Regions from separate parts of the Capra hircus genome. Here region 2 is linked to region 1. Evidence: chromatin contacts called from public Hi-C data. All regions are on one chromosome and are shown on one strand. The core of a region is the stretch at or near the end of the contact, and the rest is flanking DNA. Distances in the headings are between cores, read along the strand shown. Region 1 overlaps RECK (reversion-inducing cysteine-rich protein with Kazal motifs). Region 2 holds the start of CCIN (calicin).

Region 1 (3,436 bases), core at 835-3,334:
GCCGTCTATGGGGTCGCACAGAGTCGGACAGCTGCTACTTTCAGCTACTTAGCAGCTACTTTCCTCACACTTACTGCTGTCCCCTTAACTAAAGCAAATCACATGATTAAGTCCAGAGTTAATGTGAGAGAAAAAGACACAGAGAAGTGTGACAAATTGAAAGCGTTGCTGCAGTCGGTCTGCCACAGACACATACTCTGTGTAAGCTCTCTTCTAGACCTTGTGTTACTCTGCAGGTGTTATAGTACTTGCCAGTGAATTTGCTTACTCAGTGGTAATCATGAACAAACTTCTCTGAGCAGTCTAGACCCGTTAATCTTAGTTTAGGGTCTCATTTTTTCCCCACTATTGAAATGACATTATTTGAAATGCTGAAGAAATTGAAGAATCACTTGTTTAGTGATGTCCATGTTGCATTAAGGGGCTTTCCTGGTGTCTCAGCAGTAAAGAATCCAATGCAGGAGAGACAGGTCCAATCCCTGGGTCAGCAAGATCCCCTGTCGGGGGAAATGGCAACCCACTCCAGTATTCTTGCCTGGGAAATCCCATGGACAGAGGAGCGTGATGGGTTACAGTCCATAAGGTCACAAAAGCGTCAGCCATGACTTAGTGACTAAACAGCAACAATGTCATATTAAACTCCTTTACATGTTCTAGTCACTTAGATTTTTTTTCACTAAAAAGCCATGGTGTCCACAATAAGGAGAAAACATCTTGTAGAGGTTTAAAAAAACATGTTTTTAAAGTTCCATTGTTGGGGAATTCCCTGCTATCTGGTGGTCAGGACTCAGTGCTTTCACTGCTGTGGTCCAGGTTCAATCCCTGGTCAGGGAACTAAGATCCCACAGGCTGTGTGGTGCGACCCCAAAAAAAGGTCAATTATTTAATCTCTGATTTAACATTTAATAAGCTAGATTTTTCATGCAAAACTTCAAACTGGGAGAAATCTCAGTCCATCTGTGCAAAGCAAACTGATATTATTTATTGAGGCCTTAGGAACAAAACAGCCCCTTTTACTTTTAACTAGTAGCTTTGGGAATAGGAAACATTAACATTTCATAGAATGTGTTCTTTAGGGTCTTTCTCCGGAAGTGACTAAAATATCCAAGATTCAAACTTGATTTTGTTTGTTTTTAATAAGATTCATACGATCCTTGTTGTTTTTTCTTTTTTATCATCATCATTGGTGAGAATGGGGAAGGGAGCTGGGGGGACCAGTTATAGTAGAAGGGCAGTGGGACAGAGACAGGATTGAGACAAGTGGACAAATAGAGAAATGTTAGAAGGGGTCACTGAAGTGGAAAAGCAGGTGACCAGGTCAAAAATAAATCTACAGAGCTAACTTATGAACAAGAAGCTGAAGCTGCAGAATGTGCCTCCCACTTGGACCCCAAAAGGAAGGTTGATGTGACATGAAAGATTACATAGGGTTCTTGTTGATTTCACTATGTATCTTAGTTTTTCTGCTAGGTTTGCCTACAGGTTACCTGCTCCCAGTACTAGGTGGAAGGGCTTATTGCAGTTCTCAAAAACCACTGAAGGTAGGGCAGGGAACTAGTTAATGAAAGCAGCTGCCTGAAGAAAGACTTCATGTTCAAAAATTTTTAAAGGATATAATAACCAAGAAGATTATTTTTTTCACAATTTAAGATGTTGATTTTAAAAACAGAGACTGTTAAAATAGATCACTCTATGGACATAAATTCAGCTTTGCATTGGCTACTTTCAAAATAATAATCCAAAGTCTTCTCACAGGATAGTGTCATAGGAGAGCACAAGCGGAGCTAGCCCCAGCTCTGCCCTTTGCTTACTGTATATATCTGTCTCTCCAGCTATACCATGAAGGCTTTGGGACTTGAAGATCTTTCGGGACACTGTCAACTCCCACATGCTGGCTTGTTCTTTGGGTCTCTGAGGTTGTGGTAGGTTCTCACCTCAGTTACCCTTTAATTTTGATCTAGCGTAAAATGAGTGGGGTGGGGGAGGTGTTTATATGGGTATAGTGTTTTTGGCAGGAGGTCAACAGAGACTCCATATAAACCCAAGTATAAACCCTCAGTTACTGCCTGCTTTTGCCACTAGATGGCGATCAGATATTTGATCCGATCACCAGACTTAAGACTTGACTTTAGCCAAGACCTCCAAGATTGACCGTTTAAAGAAATTAAGAAACTGTAAGCCAGTGCTGCAACTCATGTGTGTCCTAAGCCCTGTCAAACTAACCAGCAGTAGTTTAAGCAGTGAAGGGCTTCCCTGGTAGCTCAGCGGTAAAGAATCCACCTGCTACTGCTGGAGACCGGGATTCAATCCCTGGGTCAGGTAGATCCCCTGGAGAAGGAAAAGTAACCCACTTCAGTATTCTTGCCTGGGAAATCCCATGGACAAAGAAGCCTGGCAGGCTACAGTCCATGGGGTTGCAAAGAGTCAGACACGACTTAGCAACTGAACAACAATAAGCAGTAAAAATGTAGAGTTACTGGAACTCCTCTGGCAGTCCAGTGGTTAAGACTCTATGCTTACAATGCAGGAAACACAGATATGATCCCGGACCAAGGAACTAAGATCCCACATGCTGTGTGCCCCCCGCCAAAGAAAAAGTTACCTATAGTTTATACTTTAGGTGTAGTTACATGCGGTTAAGAATCTTATGAAAGAGAAGGATATGATAAAATCATGATGTATATAAAGTAAGCAACAGAGATTTGATGAAGTTATCAAATACCAGTATACTTGAATGAAGGACCATTCTTTTATTTTCTAAGTTTTTAATTTTATATTTTTATGGAAGTATAGTTGAATTACAGTGTTACTGCTATACAGCAAAAGTGACTCAGTTATACATATATATACATTCTTTTTCCCATTATGGCTCATCACTGAATATTGAATATAGTTTACTGTGCTATACAGTAGGACCTTGTTTATCAGTTCTGTATATACCAGTTTGCATCTGCTAATCTCAAACTCCCAATCCAGCCCTCTCCCACACTCTCCCTCTTGGCAGCCACCAGTCTATTCTCTGCAAGGAACATTCTTTGAAACCTTAAAATTGATAAAGAAAGATGTAAATATGTTATTAACACTAGAGGTGCTGCCTTGCAGAAATATGAAAGTTCATATTTCTTTAGTTCAGTAAGTTAGAGTAACTGTATGCATGAAGGGTCTTTCAGTGAACATTAAGAGAAATGAGAAATGCTTAGGGAATATCTCTGAGCTCTGGATGTGACATCAAGAGACATCTGAGTCCTTCTATGTCAGGGGTTAGCAAACTTTTTGTAAAGAGTCAGATAGCAAATATTTTAGGCTTATAGACCATTGTAGGCTTACTGTCCATTCAACTCTGACATTATTGTGTGAGGTAGCCATATATAATATGTAAATGGTGAGTGTGGCTGTGTTCTAATAAAATTATTTACAAAAACAGGCAGTGATCAAG
Region 2 (3,334 bases), core at 590-3,089, 86 kb after region 1:
GTGCAGACACGTATCTCAAGAGATTGAGTGCTTCTCACCCTGGAGACGTCAAGGTGAACAAATATAGCATTAAAAGGTAAGTACTCTAAAATAATTTTCAAATTAAGGAAAAGCCAGATCTGGAATGAAGGGAGGAGGGAAAGACCAGCAGTTAATAATGAGAACTTGACTACACCGGGAGGGAAAGAGCTGGCAGGCTCACATTCCCAAGGCTGCAGCGACAGTTTTCCTAGTAAGGACGCTAAAGACGGCCTGACGGTCAGGAGTGGGGCTCAGGGATCAAGGGTGCGGTCCGAGCCCAAGTCTTCTCTGTACGACCTTGCTGTTGCCGCCAGGGTCTACGCTGTTGAGCCGGGTGCTGGGAGCCCCGAAGGCTGGTCCGGGTGGGACCCGCAGGAGCCGGCCCTCTTCCGTGGGAGGCTGTGGCTGGTCCTTATCCCCTCCTGGGCACAGCAGCGCCACGGGAACTTGGGGAGCCCCCACGCCGGCTCGGAGGCGGGGTGGGCCGTGGACGTGGCACCCGGCGGGGCACCAAGGGGGACGCCTAGAGTTCTGGATGTCTCCTTTCTAGCCGCTCGGCCGTGCGCCCGCGATCTGGGGCTTTACCTGTGTCTGAAAAATGGGCACAGGGTGTTTTGCGGCGATCGGGTCAGAGAAGAGGGAGTGGCACCGGGGGCGATAATGAGTTCGCCGTTCCCAGGCGGGAGATGACTCTTCAGCGCCACCGCGTGGCTGAGGCGGCGCACGGAGCCCAGCCCTAGGAGATGGGGATTTCCAGACTTGCCAACGATCACAGAGAACCACAAGTGTTTAGGAAAGGAGCAGCCAGCCAGGAACACCGAAGCCTGGCGAACTAGTGAAATGGCAGCTAGCATCTGTTGAACGATTGTTGCGAACCAAACACTGGGCTTAACATTTTCCGGCCCTTTTGTCTTGTAAACTCTTAATCATCTTTTAAGCGGATGCAGCTATTATTCCTATCTCACAGCGGAGGAAACTGAGGTTTTAGAGAGAATGAGAAACTTGTCCAAGTCCCCAGCTGATGGGGAAAGCTGACCTATCCCAGCCTCCAACATTTTACAAGCTAGAGACTTGGAAGTGTGGACAGAATGGCCCGATTTTCCGTGAAACTGAAATAATCAGGGCTTCGAGGGCCCTCTCATCCCCCGGTCCGAGAGTAACTCCTGCGTCCTTGCTCCCTGAGGGGCCGCCACCTCTCCGTTTTATTGGGTCGGCCAAAAAGGTCGTTTCTTTTTGGCCGACCCAATGTGAAGAATGATGTCTGTAGCCGCAAAGGTCAGAAGCCAAAGAACACAGCTTTTTCTTCTCTAATATCCAGGAGCCTTGGTAGTGAAAGGTGCTTTGGGGCTTGAGAATCACAGACAGAGGAGTAGTTAGGAGCATCCCGGAAGGGTGGGTTTCAGAAGGACTGGGTTTCAGGCCCTGCTCTGCTTCCAACTAGCTACGTGATCTTGGGCAAGTTCATGCTCTTCTATGGGCCTTGGTTTCCCTCCTGTGCAATGTACATTCCTCTAGATGATGTAAAAATCCTTACCCCAGCCTTCCTAATAGCCTTCCCCATACTAGCCCCGCCCAGACTGGCCCTGACATTCCAGAAGCCTCCCTGAAGTGAGGTTGAAGGTCCCAGGTGGGAGCTGTGACCCATCTCTGAGTTTCCTCCTGAGTTCTGGGCCCTGGACTAGGTCCTGGCAGGGTATCTGGCCTTGGCAGATCAGAGCCATCAGAGGGGAGAAAAGCCCTGTGCCTCTGAGAAAGGCCTCAGGGAGGGGGGCCTGCATTGTGATGACCTCATCCATTCTATGACATCATCCTCTCTCTTATTCCCACTCCTCCCTGATCAACTGCTCTGCAAACAACCATCAGTCTGAATCCCAAAGGCCTGAGAAAGTCTGTTCTCCAGTACCTACTGCTGATCTTCTGTCTCACCCAGCAAGAAGCACTATGAAATTGGAATTCACCGAGAAAAACTACAACAGCTTCGTACTGCAGAACCTGAACAAACAGAGAAAACGCAAAGAGTACTGGGACATAGCCCTGACTGTGGACCACCATGTCTTCTTTGCACATCGCAATGTGCTGGCTGCAGTCTCCCCGCTGGTGAAGAACCTCATCTCCAACCATGACATGAAGACCACCGATGAGCTCTTTATCACCATTGACCCCAACTACCTGAGTCCGACCACAGTGGACCAGCTCCTAGACTACTTCTACAGTGGCAAGGTGGTGATCTCAGAACAGAACGTGGAAGAGCTCCTTCGCGGGGCCCAGTATTTCAACACACCCCGCCTTCGAATTCACTGCAATGACTTCCTGATCAAGTCCATCCGCCGTGCCAACTGCTTGCGCTACCTCTTCTTGGCTGAGTTGTTTGAGCTCAAAGAGGTGTCAGACTTGGCCTACTCTGGCATTCGTGACAACTTCCACTACTGGGCCAGTCCTGAGGGCAGCATGCACTTCATGCGCTGTCCACCTGTCATCTTCGGCCGCCTGCTCCGAGATGAAAACTTGCATGTACTCAACGAAGACCAGGCTCTCAATGCACTCATCAATTGGGTATGCTTCCGGAAGGATGAGCGGGAGAAGTATTTCAAGAAGTTCTTCAATTACATCAACCTCAATGCTGTCTCCAACAAGACGCTAATGTATGCCAGCAACAAGCTGATGGGCATGGAGAACAGCTCAGCCCACTCAACCCTGATTGAGAGTGTCCTTGTGGACCGCAAACAGGAGAGGCCAACCAGTCTGCTGAGCTACCAGCGGAAAGGGGCCCTGCTTGATTCAGTGGTCATCCTAGGTGGCCAGAAGGCCCATGGCAAGTTCAACGATGGAGTGTTTGCTTATATCATCCAGGAGAACCTGTGGTTGAAGCTCTCAGAGATGCCCTACCGGGCAGCAGCACTGAGTGCCACCTCTGCTGGTCGCTACATCTACATCTCTGGTGGAACCACTGAGCAGATTTCAGGGCTGAAGACGGCTTGGCGGTATGACATGGATGACAACTCCTGGACCAAGTTGCCCGACCTGCCAATTGGGCTTGTCTTCCACACCATGGTGACCTGCGGGGGGACAGTATACTCAGTGGGAGGCAGCATTGCCCCAAGGCGCTATGTCTCTAACATCTATCGCTATGATGAGCGCAAGGAGACCTGGTGCCTGGCAGGGAAGATGAGCATTCCTATGGACGGCACAGCCGTGATCACCAAGGGTGACCGGAACCTGTATATTGTCACCGGGCGGTGCTTGGTGAAGGGTTACATCTCCCGGGTTGGGGTGGTGGACTGCTTCGATACCAACACTGGGGAGGTGGTCCAGT

What was found. A called contact is a pair of places that touch in the nucleus more often than the background predicts.
Region 2: a contact with region 1 is called in a Hi-C map of blood, with 5 times the contacts expected there. The contact joins the promoter of CCIN here to the enhancer-like site in region 1. A contact is called at or near these places in 4 of 5 Hi-C or Micro-C datasets (blood and liver).

The regions. Positions count from the first base shown.
Region 1 is chr8:60,048,762-60,052,197 of ARS1.2, forward strand. All of the region lies in intron 6 of RECK (reversion-inducing cysteine-rich protein with Kazal motifs), which reads left to right. Among named protein-coding and RNA genes, the nearest start is that of RECK, 36 kb to the left of the region's middle. Within about 2 kb of position 2,085, at least 1 of the 5 cell types and tissues checked has an H3K27ac peak or open chromatin away from gene starts, as enhancers often do.
Region 2 is chr8:60,134,520-60,137,853 of ARS1.2, forward strand. CCIN (calicin) reads left to right here and starts at 1,840. Exons shown (of 1, transcript XM_018052832.1): 1 at 1,840-3,334. The coding sequence starts at 1,963.